Regions from separate parts of the Mus musculus genome. Here all the other regions are linked to region 2. The links are chromatin contacts, called in public HiChIP or PLAC-seq maps. All regions are on one chromosome and are shown on one strand. Each heading gives the region's core, a stretch centred on a gene start, on an enhancer-like site or on the middle of the called end of the contact. The rest is flanking DNA. Distances are from core to core; before and after follow the strand shown.

Evidence for each region. HiChIP or PLAC-seq counts read pairs in DNA pulled down with a chosen protein or histone mark.
Region 1: a contact with region 2 is called in an H3K4me3 HiChIP or PLAC-seq map of embryonic basal ganglia, with 4 times the contacts expected there. The contact joins two enhancer-like sites. A contact is called at or near these places in 2 of 484 Hi-C or Micro-C datasets (the CH12 cell line and bone marrow-derived macrophages), 4 of 115 datasets of contacts at active chromatin or transcription factors (bone marrow-derived macrophages, embryonic basal ganglia, embryonic stem cells and 1 more) and 3 of 9 other capture datasets (adipose tissue, liver and pancreatic islet).
Region 3: an H3K4me3 HiChIP or PLAC-seq map of embryonic basal ganglia shows a contact between it and region 2, with 4 times the contacts expected there. The contact joins two enhancer-like sites. A contact is called at or near these places in 2 of 15 datasets of contacts at CTCF or cohesin (large pre-B cells and pro-B cells), 4 of 484 Hi-C or Micro-C datasets (bone marrow-derived macrophages, nephron progenitors, pre-B cells and 1 more), 15 of 115 datasets of contacts at active chromatin or transcription factors (SST interneurons, double positive thymocytes, embryonic basal ganglia and 10 more) and 2 of 9 other capture datasets (adipose tissue and liver).

The regions. Positions count from the first base shown.
Region 1 is chr12:117,735,116-117,738,724 of GRCm38.p6, reverse strand. All of the region lies in intron 20 of Rapgef5 (Rap guanine nucleotide exchange factor (GEF) 5), which reads right to left. Among named protein-coding and RNA genes, the nearest start is that of Cdca7l, 110 kb to the left of the region's middle. Within about 2 kb of position 1,659, at least 53 of the 459 cell types and tissues checked have an H3K27ac peak or open chromatin away from gene starts, as enhancers often do. A contact at or near this core is called in embryonic basal ganglia, where this site is marked.
Region 2 is chr12:117,423,810-117,427,281 of GRCm38.p6, reverse strand. No RefSeq gene overlaps it. Among named protein-coding and RNA genes, the nearest start is that of Gm31482, 41 kb to the left of the region's middle. Within about 2 kb of position 1,826, at least 17 of the 459 cell types and tissues checked have an H3K27ac peak or open chromatin away from gene starts, as enhancers often do. A contact at or near this core is called in embryonic basal ganglia, where this site is marked.
Region 3 is chr12:117,687,011-117,690,596 of GRCm38.p6, reverse strand. Rapgef5 (Rap guanine nucleotide exchange factor (GEF) 5) reads right to left here. Exons shown (of 26, transcript NM_001373989.1): 10 at 1,915-2,033; 11 at 1,361-1,449. Among named protein-coding and RNA genes, the nearest start is that of Rapgef5, 150 kb to the right of the region's middle. Within about 2 kb of position 1,741, at least 135 of the 459 cell types and tissues checked have an H3K27ac peak or open chromatin away from gene starts, as enhancers often do. A contact at or near this core is called in embryonic basal ganglia, where this site is marked.

The DNA of each region.
Region 1 (3,609 bases), core at 410-2,909, 310 kb before region 2:
CCTTGTCTCTTAAATAAAAGGGAGATGTTTCATAGTTTTTTAAATTAGTTTTTCTGGTTGTATCCTTTGCTGGTCTCAATTCTTCCCTGTTACATAAATGCTGCAACAGATATCCTTGTTATGAAACTTTTCATTTATTTGTGATTTTTCTCATTAGGCTTCCAGCTATTACACGATGGTACAAAAGCTATCAACATGAAAAGTGTTTTTGCTTTTGTTTGTTTAGTTTTGTTTGTTTTGAGACAGATCTTCATTATGCAGCCCAGACTGCATGGAACCTGTTATACAGTTCAGACTGCCCTCATCTTCCCAGTGCTGGGAAGCTGTTACCACCGTGTCTGCCGGCTAAAGCAGATATATGCTGTCTTCCAAAACTGTGCCATATTAGTGGCACTAAAACGAATAACAATCTGCAGCTCAGAATTAGGGAAATGGCTTCAGCTATGTTCTGGCAGGTCCTGTCTATCTTGTGAACCAGACACTGCTCTAGTCCAGTTGTACCTGGGCTTCTAAAAGTTCTCTCCCCACGAAGAGAGGATCTGGAGAGACACTGTTGCCTCCACACCTAGAGCAGTAGGGATCTGGGGACATGTGTCCAGCAGGCACATCACTACTAGGTCTCCTCTGCTATGGCTGGTGCCCAGGTCCAGTTTCAGTTTCCTGTCTAGGACAGAATTTGAGACCCTACTGCCAACCTCCTTGGTACTGACTCCACCCGCTTCCAGCATTCTACAGGGTAGACAGCTCACACAGCCAGACAAGGCTTTACTTAGCTCCATCTCTCGACATAATGTTTTGAAACACTAGCTCCTCTGCTAGGGCTCCAGTCAGTGAGAATGTCCGAGAGTATCCACGGTGGAGGCCACCTCCTAGATCCCGGTGGATCCACGGTGGATGACACCTGTGTGTATCCATGGTGAAGGACACCTCCTCCCCCCTCCCCACACTAAGTCCTCCCATCTCCTCCCCCCACCCCGAGTCCTCCCATTCCAAGAAGGTCCTATAGGTTATTATCACCATCAGCAAGGAAGCTGATTATGGCCAGACTACATATCTACTCGTTTTTATTTTAATGTGTATAGCCAGTTGCTAATGCAAAGCAAACCATGCACAGAGCAGGTACGTGCTGAAGCTGAGAATAAAAAAAATTTCCACAAATGGTTATTGTTTTCCCTGATTAGAAGCCCTTTCACTTAGCACCGTTTATTGAGATGATTTCCATCTTTCATCTGTCAGTCACCTCCTCACTTCTTCTGGTCCACATAGCTTTACTTTAGCCATAAAATTAGCACATGCACACACCCCATCTGAACTTGTTTTTAAAAAGAAATAAATTAATATAGACGCAATTTTTGAATAAGACAAATTGATTCTGAGCAGAAACTAGAAGCCAATCAGCCTGGAATCCTGTTACCCTGGGTCATTCATTCTGAGATAAGAGCAGGCTGTCTGACACTAAGCATTCCAGTCCAGCAACCATTCCTTTGTCTGTGTGAGGAAATAAAAATCTACCCAGTCCACAGAGGTGGGGGCTGGGGATGCTGAGAGGGGGGTACATGAATATGCAAATAAGGAATCATGAATATGCAAACGAGGTGCCTTAGGCAAGGGAAGACACTTGGTGATTGTGGAAATGACTGTTTTCCCTTGGCTCTTCCTACAGTATGATTACAGGGAATTTAACTTTATGTTTCAGTTGGCGTTCTGTTCCATGGGCTAGGGTAGGGACCAGAACCATAAATAATTCAGGAGCATGGGGCTAGGAGAAGACATGAGTATGTTTCCTATCCTCAGGATAGATCCAATCTTCAACTCTGGGAAGGATCTGGGTGGTTTCTCTTTTCTCATTGGAACACCGGTTTCCCGTTTCTCCACCTAACTCCTGTTGTGAGAAACCTTTTAACTATATAAGCCAACTTAAGGAATCTCAGAGACTGTTTTAAAACACTCTGGCTGAGTCAACAAACAAGCAAGCAGATAACACAAACTACAACCACAAAAAAACCCAACTCAGCACAAAAGGGGCTGCTCCAGATGTAGACCTATCACCTGCTCCTCCATGGAGGAGCAAAGCTCAGACAAGAGCTTCCCTAACCTCTTGCTTCTACAGCCTAACGGACAGCCTGAGCCTATCAGTCTCTTGGCCACCTCTCAGTTGCCTTTGCCTGTGAGTTCTCCCTCCACACGATGTTCATAGCCTCAGAGGCTGCCTGTCCTGTTGCAGCCTATCTTCAGGGCATCCTCCATGGAAAGAATGTTTACCCAGAACTCAGGAGGCGGCAAATGCTGTCCCTTTCACCAGGGTTTCCTCTCTTCACTCTCACACCCCTGAGATTCAGCGTGCCCTCTTTAAAACCCAGACAGACGCAGATCCCAAACCAGGTACTTCCTCATTCTGCTCTACAGAGCAGCATGGTGAACTGCTGGCTCTGGAGTTGGGGTTTGGTCTATCTGCCCTAGACCCAAGCTATTTGTTTAAGTTTCCTCCAAGTCTCTCTTCTGTGTCAGGTTGGCCACCTGACTCTGTAACAGAAAAAAGGAGAACAGAACAGAACAGCCCCCAAAAGACATTTGGCACTTTAGAACAACTAGGAAGTAAGTAAACTTTCTACAGAGGTCACAGAGGGCAAAGTGCTCAACTCTCTGAATTCCCCCCTTTTTTTTTCCGGTTTTGTTTAAAGCTTTTGTTGAAAATAACTTTCTATATTTTAGAATTTATGAGTTCATTGAGTGTGACTTTAAAAGTCTATGTATAAAGTTAATTTGTCATACCATACTTGGATTCAATACCTGTTTAGGAAAAGGGTGTATGCCTGATAGGCTCACCATGTGGCTTGCTGCCATCATGGCAGTCACCATCTTTACCAAAGATAGAGAAAGAGTGTACTGTGTGACCTCACATTAGTAACATTATATAATTAAGCTATACAAGTTAATGGCAAGTCATCATACGCACAAATATAATTTATTTAGGGGGAGAGATCAATTTATGTCTCTTATAGCTTTCTCTATATGTTACAGTTAAGTTTATTTAATATAGATTAATATTAAAAATCAGGTATACTAAAGTTGTTTATAAAAATTGAATGTTTTAGTAAAATGGGTTAAACTTTAAAACACACTTGCATAGCAGGAAACTACCAGACTCAAGCAGTTGCCTTGGATTAAGCACAAGTTCCCTTGGATGGAGGACCATCAGCATATAACAACGATGCATGGGAAATAAGACCTGCCACAAGTCTACTGCTTCTGCCTCCCGCTGCACAGGCCTGACCAGCTCTGATTACATAGGCCTGATAAAATCCAAGATATACACTGAACCAAGATATAAAATCTCTTCCTTATTTAAAGATGAATCCTGTCTCACATATCAAGGGAGATAGATTCCCTTGCCCAGTGGAGGATCTCAGAGTCTGTATCCACAGCCTAAATGTCAATACAACAGAGAGTTGAGTAGTTACTCTGTCCCCAATGTCTCTTGTACTATAATATGAGGATGCTGTAAACAGAGGAACTTTGATCATAAGCCTACCACTGGACTATTATGGGACTTCCATTCTAGCTCAACTGGTCATGCTCTTTACCCTGGCTTTCTGTTCTTTTTCTTAG
Region 2 (3,472 bases), core at 577-3,076:
ATGTCTGGCCAATACATTTTCTTGTTCACTTTAAAGGAGGAATCTTTAGAAGAACCATGCTCCTTATTCAGAGCCTATATAGAAAGATGTATCTGGACCTGGGAGGCAGCACACTGGCAAATGCCATAGAGGGCTAGCTTGCTAATGGCAACTGGCCAGGGAGACCACCTTCTTTCTTGGCTCTGATAGTTCCACAACACTGAATGCCCAGCTATGGGGAAGTTTATACCTCTGCCCTGGATTTCAAGGACTTATTTACTATCCAACATAGGTGTTAATATGGGCACTGGTAGCCTTGAAGGAGGTAGCCTTGAAGGAGGTCATGTCAGTTTCCAGTTCAGTTTCATTGTGTTCTGTTGTGGGAGTGCTGGTGATTGAAGCTAGGGCCTCACACGTGTATGGCAAGTACCAGCCTTATCCCTCACTCTCAGAGCTACAGGTCCCCCTCCCTGTCCCCCACCCCCTCCCCCGCCCCCAGCAGTCTTGAGATGAGGATGCTCTGTGCTCTGATTCCCAGTACCTAAGTGAATTCTCAGGGACAGCACTCCTCTAGCTTTTAACTGGTCTTGCCAGCTCTGTGTCTTTGTTCATTATTCTGAAGGTTCAGCCCTCATGCTCTGCTCCCCACTGTGAGAGCAGCAGGATCTGCTACAGGCTCTCCTGCAGGCTCCTCGATAGCCTATCTGCTGTAGGCTCTCTGATGCCAGCTCTGATGCAGGAGTAGTCTATTTTTCTTTTCTTTTTCTTTTTTGTTTTGTTTTTTTTTTTTGTTTGTTTTTTTGTTTTTTTGAGAAAGGGTTTCTCTGTGTAGTCCTGGAACTCACTCTGTAGACCAGGCTGACCTCGAACTCAGAAATATGCCTGCCTCTGCCTCCTGAGTGCTGGGATTAAAGGCGTGTGCCACCACACCCGGCATATTTTTCTTGTTAGGACAATCGGTTATTGTGAGAGCGCATATTCTCAAACTGGAAGACCCTTTCTTGCAATAGTGAGTTAAATCCTGTCTTAAGTGTTGGGATCTTAATCTTCTCGGCTGTTAAATGGGGTTATAATCACCTGCTCCTGGGGCTACAGAAGCATTCACTAAATGAAATGATCTGAGTACAGTGTTGGACCGTACCAGATGCATGTTAAACATTAGGTACCAGTTACCGTGACTGTGCTGCGTTGGTGGCCGAAGCGAACTACGAGCTAAGTGGTTGCCTTCCTCACAATGGTAACCTGTTTGGAACCATTTACATCTGCTACCATTACTTTATAAATGACATTTCTAAGTGTCATTTATTAATGGCTTAAAGGAGAAATGAGTGAGTCTAGGATTTCTTTCACTCCGCCTGGATTTTCTCCTGGAGCAGAGAATTCATGAGGGTTTGCTTATGATCTTTCTCCTTTCTCTTTAATTCAGTGGATGATGGTGTTCATTACCCACTTGAGGTAGCATTAGAATAAATTAATATTAAAATATTTAAATGTAGAGCACTGCATTAGAAGCGCTATTAGGAAGATTTATCACCTGCAGTGAGAACTCAGTGCTCCATTAGCTCCAGAACCTCCCCAGGAAGTTTGGAGACCCCAGTTCAGATCATTACCTCAGTCCCGCTTCCCCTTTCTGTCCCCAGACTGCTGTCTGGACATCTGTTCTTGGGCTTACTGAGGGTCTGCTCTGCTAACTCATGTGTCAGATCAGACACCTGCGTTCAGCTGTGTGCTCTTTGGTATTATTAGCCGGTGAGCCGTGTCAATGAGCCGTTCAGGTACTACGGCCTGAGCTGAACTGTGCCCTCTTCTAAACTCACACGGTAGTGTCCTAACTCCCAGTACCACAGAGGCTGCTGTGTTTGAAGATAAGGACCTAGGCAGTGGCAGCTATGTTAAAAATTAACCCATTGTAGTGGACTCTAATCCAATTTTATAAGTATGACTGGCATACTTATAAGAAGCAGAAATTGAAGTACAGAGATAAGAGTGTGTGAGCAGATGAGTGTCAAAGAGGCAGCAAGATGGCAGCCTTCTGCAAACTGGCCACAGACCCTTCCCACGGGGCTTTTGGAGGAAACCAACCCTACCTATACCCTGATCTTGGACTTCCTAAAGTAATCTGTTATTCTGAAACAAATCCTAGTTTGGCATTTGTTGCAGCCACTTTAGCAAATGGATACTGTTAGCAAAGCAGAGACATCAAAAACCTCGGTTACTGGAAACACATGATGTATTCCAGAAGCAAAACAACTGTGAGCTATGTTTCCAACTGAGGGCAGAGCCATGGAGGGATTGGAAGTACACACTCGGGACATACACAGCCTGACCCAGACCCTGCACTTGCTGGCAATGAGATCCTGAGCAACTTGCCGTGGTGTCCTGAGCAAGAACATGCTGGAACAGCACCTCCCTCACAGAGCAGCTGCAAGAACCATAAACTCTAAGGTGAATGCAGGGGAAGTTTGTATTCCTGGGACATGGTAAAATGTGGTGGGAGAAGCTGCGGTTACCTGAGCTCTGAAAAGGACTAGAGAGGGGATATAATTACAGGTTCTTCCAATCAATTAAGCTCTTGCCAGCATTCCAGAAGACTCCTGATTTTATGAGATATTTTCCTTTAGTTCAGACTTGCCCCATGCCCATTTTATCCAACGTGGTCATGATCCATTCTTAAGTAGGAAGCTCCAAGGAACTCAACAGTTCTTGGGAAACTATCAAGGAATCTACTGGGTTGGGGGTAGACAGGATTTGTATGTCTAACTATAAAAGGTATGCGTGTGGCATTTATCATATGTTGAGTGATGGACCTCATTCCCATTTGTAAAACTGGGATAAAGTATACACACAGATCAGATGGACATAGACACATGAACACATTCATCTTCAGTATGAACGTTCGTTAAGACAGTACTTTAGGGGCTGGTGAGGTGGCTCAGTGGGTAAGAGCACCCGACTGCTCTTCCGAAGGTCTGAAGTTCAAATCCCAGCAACCACATGGTGGCTCACAACCATCTGTAACAAGATCTGACTCCCTCTTCTGGAGTGTCTGAAGACAGCTACAGTGTACTTACATATAATAAATAAATCTTTAAAAAAAAAAAAGACAGTACTTTAGCAAGATATATAATCACTGCTCACCACAGAAACTTTGAATCCTTTCTACAGCTTTTTCATGATTATTCAGAAATTCTTTTGATGATCAACTCTGATCTTGGAGTGAAGCTGAGACCTGAAAACACATAAGGCTAGAGCATCAGAGAAACAAAAGTTCTTCTATTAAAAATCCTCACTTAGGTTTGGAGAGATGGCTCAGCGGTTAGGAGCACTGACTGCTCTTCCAGAGGCCCTGAGTTCAATTCCCAGCAAACACATGGTGGCTCACAACCATCTCTAATGAGATCTGATACCTTCTTCTGGTGTGTCTGAAGACAGCTACAGTGTACTCATATACATTATATATATATATATATATATATATATATATATATATATA
Region 3 (3,586 bases), core at 492-2,991, 260 kb before region 2:
TTCCACCCCTCCACCACTCCCCTATGCCTAAGGAGTCCTGCTCTTTTTATGTCATGGAAATTATACTCCCAACAACCTATGGGGAACCCATCTTATGATTCCATCTGTAGGCAGAACATTGGAGCATTGCTCAAAGGCACAAAGTGTGAATTTGCAGATATACAAAATAACCAAGTGGATGCCACAATGATACTTTTATTTTACTGAGAATAGCTTACTTTGTGTGTGTAAGCGATGACTGATTCTTTCCCAATTGTATGCAAGATAAAGTATTTGGACTTTTAAACTAAACAACGATATTATAAGACTCATGGTTGGATCATGAGGCTTTTTTCTCTTTTTAACCTATTCACATATTTCATACATCATTGCTTCCTTTACTGTCCTCTGTAAAGCAGTACAGAGCCAAACATCACTCAGAGTCAGGGGAAACTTAGTCCTGAGCTGGCATTTCAGTCTCCCCTGTGTGGTAAAATCCAAGCAGTTGCCTTGCACTAATGCAACCTACAGCTGCCTTTGCTGGATGCAAGCAACACTGCACAATGTGGGGGTCACAGGTGCTGTGTGCAGACTCAAAAAGTATATGGCAGTCACCAAGTGGCAAACTTCAGGCTACTTTCTGAAGTCTGTTCACACGGGGATAACTGCTCTAGGCTGAAACAGATGGCAAATGCTGGTTACTAGAAGCAAGCACTCTATGAGAAAAGAAATGACCAGTAAGTCAATGGTACAGAGAGTAACAGTGTTTCCAAAAGTGCAGGAAGCTGAAAGTCAGATGGTGAGACATCTGGACAACAAGGCTTTGATCTCTGGTCAGAGAAGCTGTATCATATGAGGTGCTCCAATCCTTATGCTGGGCAAGCAGTTTATAAGCACTAGGAAAGGGGCAGAAGTTGCTGTTGCCAATGAGGGTTTGCAAATTGTTTGCATTTGGGCAGGGAAGCCACTCTCAGGACTCAACCAGCATTTCCTACAGACCAGGTGAAAGCCCCTTCATGGCCCCCTCCCCTTGAGCTGCTTTTCATAGCACAGGAGCTATTGAATACTGGCTTCTTGCCAAGTGGCTTTAAGGCGAGATTTGACGAAAATTACCAAGTACACACATCTACCCTCACCTCATTTTCCTTCTTCAGCGACTTCCCAGGCAGCTGTTCAAGAACTACATGTGTCCATTTACTGGATTGAAACAAGCAGCACAAGCATAAGGGGAGCCACACAAAGCATATGCTTTCCCAGCCCATCCTGATTTCCAAAACAGTGGGAGCTTAGCTCCTGGGGATACTGACAGGGCATCAGCTGCTTCTGCTTTGGAGGCAGGAGACCCCCTTCCCAGCCCCCAACCTCCCACACCCCGGCTTACCTGTTTCTTTGTGCTGAACCTCTGCCAGGTGCAAGTCATTCAAAAGGTGCTCCAAGATCTTCTCCGGGGTACCAGACACCACCACATATCTGTCAGAGAGCAGAGAGTCCACCGAGTCATCCTCCGTGGAAGACTGTGAGCGGCTGCTCCATTCATCGTCCTCATCTTCTTCGTCGATGTATTTGAAATAAGGCACATCGAAGGTAGGCAAGGGCAGCTGGCGCTCTGAGAGCGCCGCGGAATCTTTCCTCTCTAGAGGGGGGTCAAAGACCCGCAAGCGGGAGCTGCCCATTGTGAACAGTGCCTAACAAAGGCATCCCCTAAAGGCTATAAGATCTTGCCATCCTTGTCCTTTCACTGGGAACTGAGTCCATCTGGCTGCTAAGAGCTCTGCAGTCAGCTAGAACGCCGCCGGAGAGGCGGAGAGAAAAGAGGGAGGAGGAGGGAGGGTAGGGCAGGCGGCAGAGCGAGCGAGTGAGTGAGAGGGAGCTGGGAAGGGAAGCAGCCAGGGAAGGAAACCTGAGCGAGCGTGCTTGGGCTGCGGGGACTCTCACCTCGCGTCGTTCTCCGCACTCCCTGAGGTGGGGGCTGGGCCACAGCTTGCTACTTTCTTCAGCACCAGCACACTCTGGCCTTGCTCTTTAACCTGAACCATCGTCACTTCATCATCTTGCTTTAATTGTAGATCAGAGTGATGGATGAGAGAAGAAAAGGGGAAGAGAAAATTAAAAAGAAGCCAACTAGCCTCACCTCATTTCTTTAAAGACCTGGAATAAATTAGGAGTGTGGTCAGGCATCTAATAGTACAGAATCTAGGCTCAAGGTCTCTGGAAACACACACACAAAGCCTTAAAGACATAGGATGCTAAAGCAACCTGTGAGTGGGGGAGCAGGAATTAGGATTTGAAGGTTTTTTTTTTTTTTTTTTTTTTTGCTTTTTGCTTTTTTTGTTTGTTTGTTTTCAAGACAGGGTTTTGGAACTCACTCTGTAGACCAGACTGGCCTCGAACTCAGAAATCCGCCTGCCTCTGCCTCCCAAGTGCTGGGATTAAAGGCCCATGTCCGGCGGATTTGAAGATTCTATTTTTAAACCTACCTCCAGGAGTAATTGGATTTAGAGAATAGAACGTTTAAAGTTTCAAAATGTACAGCATACTAGCTGCATTTGTACTACTGTCCTTACCTGGATTGAAAACTACAGCATACCTACTATTAAATACTAAGATAAGGAGTAAAGACTTGCTTTAAACCAGGGGCAAAGGGCTATCCACTGGATCATTCAGGTCAAGCCTCCTCCACCTCCTTCCAATTGTGTTGTCCGCCCCCACCCCCCATGCCTGCACTTCATCTGGACTTTCAAATTCATCAGGTACTTGTTTTACCAGAATACAAGCAAAAATGGATCTCTAGTTAGAATCTCATCCCAGCTGAAGTTCTGACGTCATGGGCCACTGCACTGACTTTCTTCATCTCTGTCCCTTTTAAAAGAGTCTAGGAGCTTAACTATCATTCATTTCTGCACACACAGCTTCCATAGAGCAGAGCCAATGTGTCTGTCTGACCTGGCTCAGTCAGGGGACAGTCCCTGCTGACCCAGCAGTACAGACCCAAGTCTAAGCCATGGGTACAAACTTTCACAGCATTTGCTATAAAACTCTCCCAATGTGTAGCACCCAGTCATAGGAAGACAGCCAGAGTCAGTAAAAGAACATTAAAAGGCAAATAAGAAAGGCTATCTTCTATGTTGCTGATGACTTGGGAAAAAAACAAAACAAAACCCAAGGTTAGAGTAAGAAAAGTTGACAGCTTCCTCTGAAAGATGTCAACTCTTTGCAAAGGAGCTCTGTGCTAGCTAGCACCGTTCTGCTGACAAGATCCTACCTATAACTAGGTGCAGACACAGAGAAGGATACCCTGCTCTCTTTCCTGTGTGGATAAAAGGAGCCTTATCGTGTGCTGTGCTGTGTAATTGCTTCTATAGGCCCATCACTGATCAGTGTATTTATTCTCTTTTTAAAAGACTAGAAAGGTACCAATATCAGCAAATCACCCACAGAAAAATGAGACTGTGTCCTCAACCCCTAATTTCTAAGAAAATGTAAATCTTCCTGGATTTTTCTTTTAAAAAAGGCAAACAATATTGGTGATCCTGGAAAACAGCAGTATAATTGTATGTTCATTCTTTTAAGATCTCGTATGGACAAATAATTTTGCTATGTAGAACTG